2 separate regions of the Gossypium hirsutum genome follow, and region 1 is linked to region 2. Evidence: chromatin contacts called from public Hi-C data. All regions are on one chromosome and are shown on one strand. The core of a region is the stretch at or near the end of the contact, and the rest is flanking DNA. Distances in the headings are between cores, read along the strand shown. Region 1 holds the start of LOC107957156. Region 2 holds the start of LOC107957100 (protein MAEA homolog).

Region 1 (7,293 bases), core at 3,688-6,187, 640 kb before region 2:
GCTTTGCGGCTCGCTCACAGATGATCTTATGACACATGAAATTTCAATGTCCGTTATATGGATTCATTTAATGGGTGGCTTTCCGTGCTGGCTCTCTCCATGATCTCTTTCTACACTTCCATTCGAACATAAACAATCAACAAACACAAACAAAATGAGTCAAGAAACAATGTGGCTTCTCATGCAAAATGGCAACCCATACTCGAATATGTTCTCTCTCTATTTTATTCCAAATATGTGCAATACTAAAACACATGAACTTTTATACGAGTTGTATAGTTTAAAATAACCTGTACTCATTGAATTTTACCTGGATGACTTTTGTGATAATCCCGGGACCCTGCTATTTCAACAAAAAAGAACAGTTATGAGAAAAAAAAACTATGTTGCTCTGAATCTTCATTTCTTTTAAGTACTTGTGTCCAACACCTATGTTCAACGCATTTTGGTTGCATGAGTATGAGATATAACCCTTCAAATACCCCTCCAATTACGTGGAAAAAACTTTCAAAATTTTTTTTGAAGACACCCATTTTGGACACATTCATATCTGCTACCCAAAACTTGAATTCGAAAAACATAGGAAAACAACACAGTTTAAAATCCCAGGTCCCTAATGCCGTCATAAAAAAGATACGCACCTCAAACTTTTTCTCAATCCATGATATTCCTTCGAAACATTTTGATTTGAGAGATTCCCATGGCTGAGGAACTTTAATAGTCTCCACGTGCTGTAGAACTCTCAAGCTATCTGCAAAAAGAGTGTATTGTTTCAATTGATTTTATTGTTTAAATCTTCAGCCTTAAATACAAATCAAAGCCTAGCGATTTAATTCAGCATATTATCAGATCCTAATTGTTTCTTTTCATTTTCTATGAAGCATCCATGTCCAACACCTGGATCCAACACACATTTATGGAGGTATAATTCCCAAACCTTCAATAAAAAGATTAAACTACCTAGCAGGTCCATGTACCATAGGCTGAAGAGAACATTAGTACCTCTACTTCAAAAGTGAACAATTTAGCCCTTTTACATTTGATTTTGAAGCAAATTTGTAAATTTTAAATGCAGTACCCTTAACATTTAAAAATGCTTAAAGAAACATAAGAAGAAAAATTCAACATTTTCTAAAACATGATAAGTACTAAATAGCTCGTTTCTTCACTGTCATTTTAAAACACAAGTATTTTTTGAACAGCACTGTTTTCTCAGTCACTTTAAAACAATTTTACCTATTGCTTACGTGCATTTGCATGTACAATGCAGAAAAATGATGGCAAATCCAACCAAAAAATTATAAAATAGAAAATAGTTTACTGGTAACAAATGCCTCTTCCCAAAGTCGATGTTTTTCCCATGATGGTGCAACTTCACAAACTGGGATGCCTTTGCTATGGCATACTCTGCACGGATCGGATTGGACAGTTCACAATTTAGCACAGAAGATCATAGTAGATGCATATTATTTGTTTAATTCTAGTAGATTGAATTACTCGTATCTGCCATCCATGTCTGACACATTTGGACATGACTGAAAATATGACCTTCCAAGAATCTTTCAAATTCATGAAAATGTTTGAAAAAAATTGAGTAGACTTATGTTTGTATCCTACACTTATACCACTGATCCACCTCAAGAGCGCTGCACCAGCAATCAATCATGTAAGAATCTAAGATCTTTACAAGGTTTGGATACGAGTAATTTAGTAGAGGGCTTACCAGCTTCGAAGTCAACATGCCATTGACACAAAATAGAAATGATACTGAATGAACATAGTAAATTCTATGTAACTTTGATTCTTCATTTTCTTATAGTACATTTGACACATTTTCGGACATTAAATATGAGAATATGATCTTCAAATACATGAAAAAAACTAAAATAAAAATTAATATAAGCGCATCTGACACACCTATATCTAACAAACACCCAAATCCAACTGACATAAGTTAAATTTTATATGAAGCAAAGACTTTAGTTGAATGATTCCTTTCAGATAACAAAGAACAAATAAAAGAAAATTGAATTTCGAATATGAGAGAAGAGCTTACTCAATTACCAGTTCCCGAATAACACCGGGAAGAACACCATCGGAAACAGGCGCCGTCTGTACTTCAACGGAATACACATTATTGTAGCCATCCAGGTATTTCCCCTCTGCTTCACTCATATCCTAAAAGCAAATGCCATAGGAGAATACAGATAATAAAATTAAGAGAAGAACAAAGGAAGCACATAAACACCCATAGCTACACCAACACAACACAGAATGAAAATCGCTATAAAATAGTCGTAAAATATCATGAAAATCCATATTTTTCTACAATTCAGCCAGGCTCTTAGATTGTTAGACCTATGTTTCTTAGACCTGGGTATGAGTATCATATACAAGTGTGTATCAAATATGTTTTTTTTTCCTATGTTTTTCTATGTATTTGATGAATCCAAATCATATCCACATAATCATATCCACATACCCATATCTGAATATGCATTGGACACAAATCTCGAACAAAAGTACTTCAAGAAAAATGAAAAACTGGAATAACATAGTTCAAACTACTATCTTAATCTTTCTCCTAAAGTTGGCATCTAAAACCAGAAAATCATTCGATGCATGAAACATATACTCCCAATATAATGCTTAGAGCAAACAAGTCATTCACATAATTCTATGTTTCTGGCAGTTGTATGAGTGTCCAGCACTGATATGTGTAAATTTCTTTTTCTTCTAAATTTTCCAAATACAAGGGTCATATCATATCCCCCATACTTATTGTTGAGAAAGTCTTGGATACAAGTGTTGAATACAAGTATTTTAAGAAAAATAGTGTCAAAGTACCCTAATAAACCCTTCCAAGTGTAGGTTCTGAATTCTTGAACACTTACCCTTTGGCATATGACAAAGAAGTTTGTCATGCAGCCTTCAAGTATTCGATCACCATCGTTAGACAACAAGAGCTCAGTCACTGAAGGAGGCCTCAATTTCTCCAATGGCTTCCTTAACCTATGCAGAGTGTAAAGTTGTCAAATCGAAAGTTCATCACAAAATATCGAAAAGATATAAAGAAAACCAAAAAGTTCACATATATACGCATATATATATAATTATCTTGGTCCAACTCTTCATATTTCTATCCGATATCCATGTCCAATGCATACCCTGGCATTGATATTTCTATCCGATATACATAGAAATTTTGGGAAAAATTGTGCATACCCATGTTGGACATATATTTGTAATTGACTCTCACATCCAAGTCCGACTAACATAAATTATCCACCAAAAAGAAAGACGAAACAACCTCAATAAGTCAATTTACGTTTTTCTTCCACCTGCATCTTAAATTTTCACATTTTCATGAAAATCTCAACTTATTTTCTTCCAAATGCAACTTGGCAATATCATACACCAACAACACATGAAAAATGTAACTAAAACATATTGCAGATGTAAAAGTAACATGAAAAAGATATGGATATATGAATGTATCAAAATGATTTAATTGTGAAATGTTCCCAAGAAATTTATAGAAATATTAAAAATTTTAAATATGATTATGACAATAAATAAATAAATAAATAAAGACAGGATACTAATACAAGAATTACAAGCAATTCTAACCTTACCCAATCTGAATACTTAGCATCGGCAAGATCCCTTCCGTGACCCACCAAAGCCAAATGTGCTCCACTTTCTTCTATCCCAAACACAGGAGGAATATAACTCCCTATATGCAAATGAAGATCAAGAACCTGAAAAACTCCTTTATCATCATCATCACCACCACCACCAACATTCTTCATTGCCTTCAGCTTCTCGATATCCCCAGAAACAAGAGCAGTAACCGCCAACTCCTCCCCTTTAGACCTCTCCTTGAGAGCAATGGGTAAAACTTGACTCAATGAATTACTAACCAATGACCGAATCCTTGACTCCCATTTCAATGCAGTGACAGGAAAAGGAGAAAATAACAATGGGCTTTTCTTGTTCGTCTTGAATATGAGTTCTGGGTTTGAATTTAGTAGAATTCTTGTAGAATTCGACAATCTTTTTAAATGTCTCTCCCAAAACAAAAGGGTTGTTCCATTTTCATGCGTTCTAGTTGTTGTGTAAGATCCTGAGAGTGGGAAAACTTAATTTAATTAAGTGTTTTGCAAATTTTCAGTAAGATTTTTCTTCTTTTTTTTTGTTGACTGAAAAAGAATGGAAAGAGATGGAAATGGGTTTGGGTTTTAGTACCTGGAAGGGATTCAAGGAAAGTAGTGATGGGAGGAGCATCGGAGGAGCAAGAAAGGACGCCCTTGCTGTAGAGAAATCTCATGCTGTCCATCTTTTGCTCTGGCAGCATTGGACAGATAAATTGAAGTGGTATTAGTAGATTGGGCTCGGGTTAAAAAAACTAAAGGTAAACAAGTGAGAAATAAAAATAAAATGGAGCAACATAAATGATACAATTATACAAATAAATAGGCAAATGCCTAATTTATTTTTTTAATTAGGCTCTTAAGTTATTTTCTTTTTTTAAATGGAGAGAAATAGGATGTTTTTGAAGGATTAAAATAAAGAGAGGATGAAGGATAGAATTTAAAATTGCATGTTCTTTGATGGCAGGTTAGATTGATAGGTAAGAAAGTAGAAACTAGATTTTAGGCTTTGTTATGGCTTTGGGCTTGGGCTTGGTTTTTGTGTAAGAATGGGTTTGGATATTGGGTTTAAGATATTTGGGTTTGAGGTTAATTTTCTATACTAAAAATTTGTATTTATAAAATATGAAAATATATGCATATATAACCGAGTTAGGTTTGGGTTTCAAAAATTCTATTCAAAGCTCAACCCGAATAGAAAACGGGCTGACATTTTTACCCAAGCTCATTTTTCAAGCTTTGTTTACTTGTCCAAACTTTCTCATATTTCGAGCATGTCTTTTGACTTGGGTAAGTAACTCAACCCTTGGACAACTCTGATGCCACCCTATTTATAGGCAACCCCAACTTGATCCTACTATTAGAAATGTCCCACATGGATGGCTAGGATCAATTATAGCCTAATATATCTCCCTAAGGCATTTTTTTTTGCCTTCTAAGGCGATTTAAGGCCATTTTAAGCCATTCTCATGCACCCTAGCCCATTCTAGGCACTTCTGGTAAGTACTGGAAGGTTCCAATCGATTCTAGTGCTTCTCTTGCGCTCCATGCCCTTCTAGCATACCCAAGGCAGTTTTGGCGTGCTTGCTCACCTAGCCCTACTAACTTGGTTTTAACTCCCTAGCAACCCAATTCTCCTTTATCCATTGCTGCTTACGAGTTTTCTCAGTTCTAGAGGGTTCCTTAAGTTGCACCACCATTCTGAATGCTTTTCCAATCTTCTAAAGACTTCTCCTACCTCTAGAAGCTTAGCCACCCTTATTAGAGGCCCAAACCCTTGATATCTCGAGAACTCTTCTAGTGCCTTGGTTGGCATTTTTTAACCTCATTGGCACTCCTATTTGCCTTCCTCGGTCTCAACACATGGTAATATGACACCAGCTTATTACATACTTCATAAATCCATTCATAAGGGAAATTGGGATTATCAATACTTGAAGAGTACATGAAAAAAATCTCAATAGTCTCAATGATACAGGTTCAAATTTTGATTCAGGTAATTAAGAAATTAGTCAAGGATCAAGAAATCATGATAAAAAGTATATGTTAAATGCTAGAAAGAGAATAACCCAACAAATATGGAATGTTCAAGTAATTATATAAAATTGCATATAATGTTTGCTTCTCTTGTTACTTTTATCAATGATCATATTGTCTGACTCCTTTTTTAAATTAACATATGATTATTTGATTTTAATTTTTACTTCTTGTTTAAAAAAAATTCTCAAGTATTATTGATAACATTTTTATAATAATTAACATTTAAAAAAAATTGTAACTATGTGATTATAATTTACATTACCAAACATAATCTAATGAATCACAATGTTATACCATGTGGGAATTTATAATTCCTCATAATTACAAGTGAATATAATTAATGCCCAAATAATTACACTTTCATCTAATTAATTTGTGGTACCCAAATCTACTCTTAGGGTGTCTTAGTTTCACGGAAAATGTTTTATGCATTTCCCTATGATTGTTTCATGGAAAAATAACTTGTTCAATGGAAAATAATTTACAGGAAATAAGTCTCTTTTCTTGTAATTGATTTATCCTTTTGAAACTGGTAAGTCACTTTCTAAAGAGTTCTTTTGTGAGTAATTTTATTTTTATATAAAAATTAAATTGAATCAAGTCTAATATTATTATATTAATATTTTAATTTTAATTTTTAAACATATTTAAAAATATTAAATGTTGATATAAAATATTATAATTTTTAATATGATTAAACATACATACTTAATTGTTTATAATATAATAAATAATTATTCTAATAAATTATTTAATTTTATAATTTTATTTTAATAATTAAAATTTTGAAAATAATAATGTTAAATTTTAAGTAATATTCTTAATATATTATCGAAAAATATTTATATTAATATTTTAATAATAAATATAAATTACAATCTACAAATATTTAATAATAGATGTTTTATGATATAAAATATGATTAATTTAATTAAATCAAATATGAGTATTTGTTTAAACCATTCTTCACTTTATTTATTCCTACCAATTCTAATGCGTCATTTTCCACTCATAATAAATTAAAATTTAATTTACAATTTTATTATTAAGTTTATATATGATAATGTTACTATAATATTTTGTAACAAATATATTTATGTTGTGTTTATTTCACTAAGAATAATTTTTAGAAAATAATTTTTAAGAAAATTTATTTAACAATGAAAAATATTTTTCACAAAATTATCTGAATACTAAAAATGATGACTTTTCAAAACAATCCATTTTCTAAAAGTTATTTTTTGAATGCTTCTCTTAGAAAAACAAAACGCAACGTTAAAAGTTACATATATTCTCAATTGATAATTAAAATTATTAATAAATTAAAATAATGATTAGAATTATTTTAATTTAAAATATTATACATTCTTAACAATTATCATTCCAAAAAATGCTCCTGATTTGTTTAGTTTTTTGAATGGTTATTATTCTAAAGTTAAAGGTTCATCTAAAATTTAATAAGGTTTAAATAAAAATATTAAACCTAAAAAATAGATTTAAACAAAAAAAATTAAACTCGTTTAAAATATAAGTCACCTTTTAACTTAAATATTCAAGGCCCAAGTTCAACTCAATCTATTTTTAAGTTTATAATATTTTA
Region 2 (6,732 bases), core at 4,141-6,640:
AAAATAAATTTCTTTCAATTTCATCACAACCTAAGCCTAGCAATTGTTATTTATACTCATAACAGCCCACATTTTTCATTTATTAACACTTTTCTACACATTTTATAGGCTTTTACAAATAATTCTCTATTTGACGTTTTTATCGAAAATCACTTTACAAACATTGTTTATGTAACACCCCTAACCCGTATTCGACACCGGAATAGGGTTACGAGGCATTACCAGATGATACATCTCATTCACATACATTTATACATTCATAATCAAAATCCATCACAATGTCCCATATAAGGCTTTACGAGACCTTAAAACATGTTTAGAAGTGGTTCGGGACTAAACTGATAACATCTGCAAACTTTAAGAAACTTAGAAAATTTTCTTTAATTACAAGGTCACATGCCCGTGTGAACAGGCCGTGCGCCTCACACGGTTACCAGACACGCCCGTGTCATAGACCGTGTGAAAACAGGGCATACATAATGACTTGCACCACACGGCCGGAGACACGCCCGTGTGCCTTGTCCGTGTGAAAACTGGAGGGTTTACTGACTTGGGTCACATGGCCAACGACACGCTCATGTGTTTAACTCGTGTACGAGACTGACTTAAATTCGTAGGGCTAACCTAGGGGACACACGGTCATGTAACATAGCCGTGTGTCGCACACGGCCGAGACACACGCCCGTGTCTCTGCCCGTGTGGACAAAAATAGGTTATTTGAAAAGTCAATTTGCCACCTTACAATCATGCATATAAATCAACCTATTTGGTACCATTTCAAGTCATTTATAAGCAACCAAAACCCACCAAAACATACACATAACATACCATATATAATCAACCATTTTAACTAATCATTTCCATATTCAAATTATACCAAATCATTATGCCAAAATCATCACAACTTGCATATATTCCCTATTCATTAATTTATTATAATATCATCTACTTCATATCACAAAACTCATCGTATCATCACCTCAAACTAAACTAATTCATAAAGAATTATATGCATTACATATAACACTTACCAAACACTTAATTCAAGCCAACTTAAATGGTTATACATACTACATTTACAAGCCAAATCTCATGGCTAATATCAAGACTCAAAACATACCAAAATAACACTAGCCTATACATGCCATATACCATATATATACAAGCTTCAAAAGTACCAACAAGATGATTGATAGTGTGATGACGTTTCCTGACGATTCTCGAATCCAAGCTAGCTTCGATGATCTATAAAACATAGACAAATAACACACGGTAAGCTTCATAGCTTAGTAAGTTCGTACCAAAAATACTCAACAGTTCATATTATCTAAATCATCAACTAATAGACACTTAGTAGTTATCATATCATCATTCAATTCTAACCCATAACCATTTATCATGTATATACCATTTCATTAAGCTTCTTACACATAGTATCAACTACCACATAGGTATCTTACATACCTGTACTTTCTCGTATTCATTTATTTCATCCTCACTTCTTTGTTCAATACGTTAAATCGTTCGAGAATCTTTCAATGCTTCAAGAACTCGCACACTTAGTGCATTAATGTTTAGCCGTAGTAATAACGATATCGCACACTTAGTGCCATCATATTGAACCGAAGTTATCTCAGCATTACACACTTAGTGCCATATAAAACCGAAACTATTTCAATTCGCACACTAAGTGCTGTATATAGCCGAAGCTATCTTGAAACGTACACTAATTGCCAAACATAGTAGACTTGTCATCGTACACAGTCGTAGTCACAAATATACAATTTATGCATTATTGAAGCATTAAAAACATAATTATAACCAAATTTATCACGTACGAACTTACCTTGTACTCAGAATGGACTAATTAGATCAATTACTCGATAACCTTCGATTTACCTCGATCTAAATCCGAGTTCTTTCTTTCTTGATCTATATGTATTCAAAATTTACCCATTTAATCACCAATTCATTCAATTTAATTGGCAAACACATAAATGGGCATTTTGCAGATTAGCCCTCTAAAGTTACACATTTATTCAATTTAGTCCCTATTTCACAAAAAATACAAATTACACAAAATTTATTTACACCCAAGCCTAGCCGAATTTCCTAGGGACCCCTAGTAGCCCAAAAATTTCATTTATTTCACAATTTAACCCATTAGTTTACACTTTTCTCAATTTAATCCCCAATATGCATTTTTACTCAAAATCACTTTACAAAACATGTATATCAAGCACCAAGCTTTCATAATTCATCATCATCTATCACAAAACTCAAGCATTCATCAATGGAAACTCACAATTTCATCAACCAATTCAAAAATTGAGGCATGGGCTAGCTAGTACTCAAAGCAACGATCACAAAAACATAGAAATCATCAAAAACCAAGCAAAAGACATTCCTCAATCAAGCTCAACCATAGTCGAACCCTAAATGAACTTTTATCTTTTCTTTTCTTATGATTTTTAGTGATAGTGATGATAATTAAAGCATATAATGACTTTGTTTTATTTAATATAACATTAATAATCAAATACCAATTTTACCCCTTTATTAAACCATATAAAAATCACTTAATACAAGCCCATTTATGTCCATCCATCATTCAAATGGTCTAATATCATCATAAGGACCTTTGATTATAAAATCCATAACACTTAAGCACTTTTAACATATGGAATGCCATTTTTACAATTTACGCGATTAAGTCATTTTTATCAAATCGAACACACAAACGTTAAAATTAGCACCAGAAAATTTCACACATATAAAATCACATACTGTAAACACATAAAGTAATATTTTTTGACCTCGGATTTGTGGTTCCGAAACCACTGTTCCAACTAGGGTCTAAACCAGACTATTACAGTTTAACTAACAATGAACATGCATTTTCTACAATCAAACATCAAAATACATGCACATCCAACATGGGTAAGATTTTAGACTTTAACTTTCTTTCAATTTGTCCTTGAAATAGCTGAATCAAGTTACAATGATCTCAAAAATATAAAAATCATTAAAAATGGGACAAGAACGGACTTACAATCGAGCTTGAAAGCTTGGCCAAACCCTAGCTAGGTCTCATATTCTAATTTTTGGCTATGAGGATGAAATTGAAGAAGATGAAATCCTTTATTTAGTTATTTTAGCTTTATTTATCAAATTACCCATTTACCCCTCACTTAAACTTTGAAATTTTACTTATTCCATGTCCATTTTTGTCGATCCTAAAGTATAATGGTCTAATTACCATTTAAGGACCTCTAATTTAGAATTTCATAACAATTTACTACCTTTAGCCTATAGAACTCAAATTTTGCACCTATTGCAATTTAGTCCTTCTAGTCAAATTGAGTACTCAATCGATAAAATTTCTTAACGAAATTTTCATACAATTATTCTATCATGCTGTAAACCTTAAAGAAATAGTAAAACAAATATTTCTACTTCAAATTTATGGTCCTGAAACCACTATTCTAATTTGATCCAAAAATGGGTTGCTACAATAATAACTTTTATGGGATCTCTTTAGTTTTAGTTTTTAGGTTAATTTGTAGTTTTAGGTTGCTGCAATTTTCCTTAAATTTCTTTTGCAATTTTCTCTTCTTGTTCCATTGATTCTGCACTTTAAATATTAATAGATTTTAGTGATTTCCTTATTCAAAGTTTGCAATCAAACAATCAAAACGAGGAATCTTATGTTCTCACTCCATCAAAATCATCAAATCAGAGCTTCATCAAATCCAAATTCAAGAAATTTCTAAACCTTCTTAATTTTCGTTTTATTTAATTGCTTAAATGAACATGAAAATGATAGGGTTTGGGTTTATTAAGATAATCATGAACTAATTTTCTTAGGTAGTTGGTTAATTGAAATGTTGAATAATTATCTTAAGGTTTATGGACTAAATTGAATAATTAGACTAAACTGAATAAAAACCAAAACTCAAAATTAACGACTCTAGGTGAAAATATTGATAAGGGAGATTGAGAGGAAATCTTATTGTGTAAGAATTCAATTGTCCCTATTTAGTTTAAGTTAGATCAAGAGATAAATCGAACTAAAATGTAAATTGGGTAAATTATAGATTGAGAGATATTAACTAATTCGATTAGAAAATTATTCTACTAAATTTCCTAATCTAAGAGTTAATTATGAACATGGAAATTAACCAGCTACCATTTTGTCTTGATTATCTCTTTTACAAATTTGGATATCTTTACAATTAGGTCCTTAGATATTAGTTTAGCCTCAAACATTCTATTTATTTTTTGTTGTACTATAGGTTGTTTAGTACTAACTATTTAGACTTTCTAGCTTGCATTCTTATTGACGTGAATTCAATTTTTTTATCGATCTCTTATGGATTCGATCATTGGGATACTCTATAAGGTGTTTCATTGTATTTTTTTATATAAATATTGCAAGTAGACTTGTTATACCAGCAATACACTGCACATGTTATATATCTTTATAATTTTCTCTGTTGAATACATGTACGCTGAAGCGCGATTTTGTCATAATTTTAAAGTTCAATAGTTTTTAATTAAATTCATATGATAAAGTTAAGGTGCAATAACAATGAATTTATTAAATTATTATACTTCTATGAAAATTTTGAGACTAAAAAATGTTAAAGAAATGAAATTGTAAAAGACAAAATTATATAATAATAACAATATTACATTTTATCAACCAAACATTTGGATCTTATATTCTAGCTAAATGAATCGAAGTAAATTAATTTTACATTCCACTCGTAACCTTGCATTTTTGTAACCTTATTACGAAACGTAATATTTTGTTGAAGGGGACCAAACTTACCATTGGTTGAAGGGATTAAGGCTTCTTGTTGGCACTCGATGACTAAGGTTCAAACTTTGTTGATTAATAACTTCCTCAATTTGTAATTAGACTAGTAGAAAAAAGGCACAATGACAAAATGAGCTCTTAATGTTTACAAATTTTATCTATTTGGCCCTTGTTCTTTTTTAAGCTAAATTTAACCTTCAATATTTTTAAAAATGGTTGAATTTAACTATCAATTTTTTTTAAAAGCTATCAGTCTTTTCGAAAGAGCTAAATTGTTGTTTTTTTAAGAGAAATGCTGACCAAAATATTAAAATTTTAAACATGGTAGCCTATAATGCAATCCGCGTGTACTTCATACAATTTTCTTAAATTTTTAAATTTTTTATTTTTAAATATTTTTATATTATTTGTTAATATGACATATAAGAGAAATAATAATGTGTCAACATCGTATACTTAAAAAATTAATGGTTTAGTTAATATTTTGATAAATTTAACTCAATAAAAAAATGAAAATTAAATTTACAAAAATTGTAAATGTTAACCGCTAATTTGTAATTATCCCATAGAAAATTTTTGGCAAAGCTCGGTCCACAATCAGATCCAGTTGCTCTATCGTAAAAGACGCTGTCGTTTCACCACATCACCGTAAGAAAGCTACTAATCATTCCTTTCTTCTCGTCTCCACTCTTCCTTGAACTCAAACCGGTTTCTTTCCCCTTCGAATGGAAATCGATCCACTTCCAAACGGTAGCGGTTCGAATGCCGCAACAAGCCCCGAAACCGCAGCAGCGACAACCGCAATTACCGTCGCATCGAACACGACGCCGTCCTCGAAATTGAGCCATCTGACGGAATCGTTAAAATTAGAGCACCAATTCTTGCGTGTTCCTTTTGAACATTTCAAGAAAACAATCCGAACCAATCACCGAACAGTCGAGAAAGAAGTCTCTGCCGTTATTTCAAGCGTCACTGACGTGGCTGACTCCGACGAAATATCCAAAGACGATGCCATTTTGAGTCTCACTTCCCTTGTTTCCCGTTTGCAAGGCATCAAGCGCAAGGTAAAAGAAGAGATTTTTTCTTTCTTTCTTTTTAAGTTAATTTAATGTGATCTGTATTGGAATTAGCAAAATTATGTTCCTTTTAACTTTTGGAGGTCTAAAAGGCAGAAAGTAGTTTTGGATATTTTGAGTGAAAAATGGCTATGTTTTTATATGATCTAAAATTAATGAATTTTTATGAAAATGAAGAGAATAATTAATTCGATGTAAAAGAGCTGGACTTGTATGAAAGTTGAAATTTTGACAATTTCACTTAAATTTGATAATATGAATTTGTAGAATTAAAGCAAGAATAAATCTAAAACTCGTCAATTTGTATGGAAAGTTGAAATATCGAATAAGTTGAAGAGTTTTGAATCTTATCTTACTGGATTAAGGGATAAATTATGTTTAATTGCAAAACTGTCTAACCTAAATTAAGTAATGGTCTGTAGAAACCCCTGCCAATATTGTTCACTTTTTTGCTTTACATACGCGCGCATACATATATCTGTTTATCAATCGGCATTTTACGTAATTCAATAATTTTTATTCAATTTAACAAGTATAACCTTTGCAGATTAGTTGGTCGCTGTATTTAGTAGTCACGGTAGATTTATTTTTCTTCTTATCTGAGCAACTGGATTGTATTTTGTGTTTTAGTAATTTATTATCCAAAGTACTGAGTAGCCCTTCTTAAGTCGTTAATGCATAGTGATCTACTAAAGTCTATATGTTCTTTATCATCCAGTTGGAAGAGGGGAGTCATGCAGAGAACTTGCAAGCTCATAGGTGTCGTGCTCGTCTTGATCACTTAGATTCAGCTGATGCTGAGAACCTTTCTGAATGGAATAATGTGCAATTGAA

Evidence for each region. A called contact is a pair of places that touch in the nucleus more often than the background predicts.
Region 1: a Hi-C map of leaf shows a contact between it and region 2, with 2.3 times the contacts expected there. The contact joins the promoter of LOC107957156 here to the promoter of LOC107957100 in region 2. A contact is called at or near these places in 4 of 34 Hi-C or Micro-C datasets (all in leaf).

The regions. Positions count from the first base shown.
Region 1 is chrA05:86,706,026-86,713,318 of Gossypium_hirsutum_v2.1, reverse strand. It overlaps LOC107957156, which reads right to left and starts at 4,937. Exons shown (of 8, transcript XM_016892601.2): 1 at 4,249-4,937; 2 at 3,631-4,126; 3 at 2,895-3,012; 4 at 2,057-2,178; 5 at 1,322-1,407; 6 at 642-751; 7 at 311-343; 8 at 1-115. The coding sequence starts at 4,357. The coding sequence ends at 68.
Region 2 is chrA05:86,068,285-86,075,016 of Gossypium_hirsutum_v2.1, reverse strand. LOC107957100 (protein MAEA homolog) reads left to right here and starts at 5,390. Exons shown (of 7, transcript XM_016892522.2): 1 at 5,390-5,886; 2 at 6,617-6,732. The coding sequence starts at 5,548.